Regions from separate parts of the Gossypium hirsutum genome. Here region 2 is linked to region 1. Evidence: chromatin contacts called from public Hi-C data. All regions are on one chromosome and are shown on one strand. The core of a region is the stretch at or near the end of the contact, and the rest is flanking DNA. Distances in the headings are between cores, read along the strand shown.

The links. A called contact is a pair of places that touch in the nucleus more often than the background predicts.
Region 2: a contact with region 1 is called in a Hi-C map of leaf, with 2.5 times the contacts expected there. The contact joins the promoter of LOC107924736 here to the promoter of LOC107896191 in region 1. A contact is called at or near these places in 3 of 34 Hi-C or Micro-C datasets (anther and leaf).

What each region holds. Positions count from the first base shown.
Region 1 is chrA11:20,341,545-20,344,244 of Gossypium_hirsutum_v2.1, reverse strand. It overlaps LOC107896191 (zinc transporter 3-like), which reads left to right and starts at 1,310. Exons shown (of 1, transcript XM_016821298.2): 1 at 1,310-1,882. The coding sequence starts at 1,335. The coding sequence ends at 1,769.
Region 2 is chrA11:20,511,814-20,514,513 of Gossypium_hirsutum_v2.1, reverse strand. It overlaps LOC107924736 (3-hydroxyisobutyryl-CoA hydrolase-like protein 5), which reads right to left and starts at 1,397. Exons shown (of 16, transcript XM_041081317.1): 1 at 1,298-1,397; 2 at 864-936; 3 at 664-747; 4 at 503-571; 5 at 342-405; 6 at 15-88. The coding sequence starts at 1,362.

The DNA.
Region 1 (2,700 bases), core at 61-2,560:
AGTGGTGATAGAGGTGAAATTAGGTCTTCTAGTCGATATGGAGGATAATATGGGGTTGGTACCACTAGTGGACATTTCCGTGATAGATCAGAATTTGATGGAAACATGTTTCCTAAACCTAGAAGAGATAGAAGTGAACCTAGAGCTCCATTAAAAGGAAAAGGCAATAAGCATACTTCTGCAGGTTCTTCATCTGGTCGAGGATCGAGTTCTAATAACCTTGGGTATAGTGATTCATCTACTAGCACTCAAGATTTTTATCCGCCAGAACAACTTTTATATTTTCAACCTTCACATGGTTATCCACAACCATATAGTTATTATCCACAATTTCCTAATTGTGATGTGTCATATTAGCCTCAAATGCATCCTCCACCACTAATATATCACCCACCTCCACCTCTCATGTATCCTCCTCCTCAAATATATCCTCCATATCAATTATATGATAACCAAGGTGAAAATGTTACTTTTTTTATTATATATTTTTGGAGAAAGACCAAGAGAATCAAGTCAAGAACACTCTCAAAGTAAAGGTGAAGGATTTGATCTTCCTCCTCATTTCACTAATTGGTGAAAACTAAATCGTACCACTATCACTATTTGTAAGGTATGTTTTTTTTAAAGAAAACTTTTGTTAATTTTTTTAATTTTAATGATATTAAAACATTTAAAATATATCTTTAGATAAATGAACGGAGTATATTTTATGAAAAGATAATTAAAAATTGAAGCATGTTAAACTATATATGAAAGTAGAATGAGAGTGAGAATAAATGGTTGGAAATCGGAATAATTAATAAGAATCTATAAATTTATCTATTCCTTTTTTCCTTTTGTAGCATTGGATGTTTTGATATATTTACCATCTTCAAAGCTGTCAATAAATATTGAAGACCTCTCTCATGTATGAATTTTCAATTATTTTATCTATAAAAACTTTTAAACTTATTAAATATGATAAGTGTTTTTAATATGTCCTATTTTTTTACTTTGTTATTAGTTAATATAATATTCTTAGAAAATTTGTAAATAAATATGTGAATAATCAAAGATTGTAAAAATTGTATTCTCATATTAACAAAAGTTCATAAGTGTTAGAAAATACCCTAAAAACCATTAAAAGTGACTTTTTATAATTATAATTATAATTATTATGTTTTATAATAAGTCGTGCGAATATTAAAAAAAATTCACGACCACGATATCCACAGTGACCGCAATAACATCCGTTATGTTCGCAACCGCGATAAACGCAACGTGACCAAAAACGCAGCCGCAACCACAATTTAAATCCCTGCTGATGGCTGTGACGGCTGCCATTGGCACGGTTGATGTGTTTGCTACATCTCATTACACCAAATCTCACCGTCACAAAACCCAAGAGAGCCACGAGGGTGATGAAGAGAAAACAGAGCAAACCGAAAATCATCTGCATGTTCATACTCCTGACAACACCAGCAGGAACTGCTGTAGGAATAGCAATAACAAATGCATACGATGAGAACAGCCCAACTGCACTGATTGTGGAAGGATTATTGAACGCGGCATCATCTGGGATCTTAATATACATGGCGTTGGTGGATCTTCCAGCAGCTGATTTCATGAATCCAAAGTTACAAAACAATGGAATACTTCAAGTTGGAGCCAGTGTTTCCCTTCCATTGGGCTTGGTCTTAGTCTCTCTCGGCTATTTGGGCTTAAAAAAAGTTTCCAAGAAAAACGAAGTTCCAATTAAAGGATTAGACTATATGAAAGCAAGGAATTAAGCTCTATTTATCACAAATTTTTCTATTTTTAGTATTTTAATATTTTTGTACTTTGGCAATATTAGCTTCTCATGCGCTAACCAAATAGCAGAATCCCCAAGGTATTCTTGTATATATATATAACCCTTAATCTAGTACTGCATGTCATGTAGCGAACATGTTAGTTTAAAATTTATACAAATACGATATTAGAAAAAAGAATGTTAAATGATATATTAAAGCTTAAAGTAGAAATATGTTTAGTTTACATGTATGTGTATGCGGGATTGAATTTCCATGGGTGATAAACTTGAGAAAGAAGAGAGATATCTGGGAGCATGTGAAAGTGCACTGACCTTTGATAAGTTGTATGAGGGTGGATGCTAATTTGCTAAGCCCATGTTTTGTGTCTTAACATTTAGGATAATCCCCAATCTAATGCCAAACCCTTTTGTGTGTGTTTTCAGACGGAATTAAACATTCATTCTGGTCCGGGAAGGGAAAACAGGTCATTGTCAAACCATTCATTTCCAGTCCACTTTTCATTTTTTTTTCTTTGAAAGATATTCTTAAAAAATTTCTATTATTTTATGAACAATAATTTGAGACCATTGGCACAGGACATCTCAATTTCTGGATTGCACTAAAGCTGTTAGTTACTTTGAATTGTGAAATATCACAAAATTCGATTTCTCTTAAATCATTGAGAATATAAAATTAATATTGGAAGAGTTTGACTACTGCTTAATTTTCAATCCAATTTTATGCAACTACAGACTAGAAAATAAATCATGACGAAGGGTAGTGCTTTTTGAGACATGTAATTGGAGCCCTTTAAGAGCATTGATGAGATTTAGTTCTGAGGATCTATGAAATAAAAAAAAGTCATTGCTTGAAAATTTTAAAAGTTATTGCAATGCAACTACCAGGTAGCTTCTCATCACTTTTGAAA
Region 2 (2,700 bases), core at 148-2,647, 170 kb before region 1:
GAAAATAAAAAAACCTGAGTTTTCTTATAAGTATGAATGTGATAGCAAAGCCAATACATTCGATAGACCACTTCGAGGCAGGAATCCTCTGTCAGAAGAATAATTCATTACGAATTAAAATTCATAATGTTGTGCACAATTGCACATATATGAGCAGTCATTAGGTGTTATGGAGGAAGTAATAGAATTTAAAACTTATGGTACGAGAACTTCATTATTTTTAAGGTTTTCCAAGTATTTAGAAGATCATATCCCATACCCCTATCCGAACAACATAGTTCAAAACATAATAGAATAGAACCAAAAGTCCAATATCAGGATAAGACCGATAGAACATTTACTTGATTTCCTTCCCTCATAGAACATTTTTAAATCTCCACCAGCAGAAAATGCACGCCCGGCTCCCTGAATAAAAAGTTACAAACAATATAATTTAGAAATCATGAAAATTGACAGAGAAATCCAGAACAAGGAACCATTTGAAATGACCCAATTTAACAACCTTGATCAGTATAAGCTGAGCTTGCTCATCTCTTTCCCATTGTTCTAAGTATTTAGCTAGCAGGGAGACCTGATTGCAGTAAAAGAAACAAGGATTTCAGAAGATTTGACTTGAAGAACATAAAAGAAAGCCAAGGCAGTGTTAGTTTAAACATTACATACCACTTTGGATGAGATGACATTCAAATGTCGAGGCCTGTTCAAAGTGATGATTCTTACATGGTCTAATTCCTCTCCAACAACAACCTTAAATTGAGTAAAATAGGGGAAAACATAAGAAGTAGTCTTAAATTAAGGTTTTCAAAAAAAAAAAAAACCAAAGAAGTACTTGTAACATTGAATCATTAAAAGGAGATAATTACCAGTTCATCGGGATTAACAACTTCTTTTGCCATTTGATTCGCCAAACTGATTGTTAAAGTCGAAACCCACAAACTGCACAGAAACAAATAAATAAGTAAAAGAGAGAAGTTGAAGCTTGAAAACGATGAAATTGTAGATATTGTTTAGTTAGAGCAATTAAGTTCATAAATGAAAGGAGAGAGAGGAACATACAAAAGAAAAACTAGTGAAGAAGGAATGGAAGAATATGATATATATATATATATATATATAGAGAGAGAGAGAGAGAGAGAGAGAGAGAGAGAGAGCAAAGAGTAGTTGGTAATGGCAATGGTAAAGGCAAAGGAGCAAAGGGTGGTTGGTAATGTCAAGAATGGTAAATTCAAAGGACAGTTGTGTGTCATCTCATTCATAAATCATAACACTTCAGCTGTGATTCTTCGTTCTTACCTACCTTCCCTGATTTCGCAGTAGTTGAGTGTTTGTGGGTGATAAACGCGCGCCTAACCCCCCTTTCATGCCATAATTTACACCATGGGAATATTAAATTGGAGCGAAAATTATTTCTATGCAAGTACGAATCTTTTAAAATTTATATATGATAATACTTTTAAAGTAATAAAATTTAGTGTAAATTATACTATTAATTTAGTAAATTCTCCTTTTCTCATTTAACTAAAAAAATTTATAATTTAATATAACAGTTTTTAAAATTATATTTTTGTTATATGTAGCAATTTTTTAAATTAATATAATAGGAAATTTAGTTATCAATTTTTATATTTTCTATCAATTTGATTTTAATTTTATATAAAGATTATAAAAAAACTCAAAATTATTTAAAAATAGAATATGCTATATAAAAGTTCTAGAAAAATAAAATCTCAAAAATATTGTTGTTGAATAACTAATATGCATGAGAAATAAAAAAAATTATCAGAATCAAATAATAAATTAAAAAAAAAACAAAAAATGTGAGATCATTTACATGCTTCCTCAGTATTTCTTGAAATCAAATTAGTAATATCTTTAAGTTAAGTTACATGTCCTTAAAGAACATCCAAAATTGATGTTATAGAGGTTTGTCAAATAGATTCTAATGTCAATTTTTAGCCAAAAATTAAAAAATTTTACCACAAAAAGTTTCTTTTCTAAACACAATTTAAATTTTCAATTCATTTAAATTATTTTTTAACTTGTAAAAATAATTTCCTCTTACTTTCTCTCCCTTTATCTATTTTTAAAATTTTTATATATTTTTATTTTTATTTTTAGAATTTTCTAATTTTTTCAAAAAGAATTTTATTTTTTATCATTTTAAATATAATAAGTGCCGATAGAAAGCATTAAAAAAAGGGAGAAAAATTGTTATTATACTAATTAAAAAAGTGCCACTTAATAATTGGGTGACAAAAAAAATTTAAAAATTTTAGTGACCAATTTGTAACTTTTAAATTATGTAACCAAAATAAAAGTTCATTCATAATTTAGTGACTAATAGTACAATTAACCCTAATATTTATAAAATGAGTTTTTTACCCAAATAATAAATATATACTGAAGTAGGATAAGCCCCCACTATTTACATATCTAGCCAAATTCAACAGTATACCATCGATGCCGTCTGAGTAATCGACGGCACCCCTTTCCTCTGCCACCAATCATTGTTTCAATTATCACATTTAAAAAAAAATTGGGTGAAAGCAATTGACAGCACTAGTATTTGACACCAAAAAAATTGAGTATTTTTATACATGTAAAAAAAAATTTATTGGTATCGCCAATGTGTCAGGCGACACCCGAATATCTTAAAATAAATTTTATTTTTAAAAAGTAAAAAAATTAATTAAACGGGTA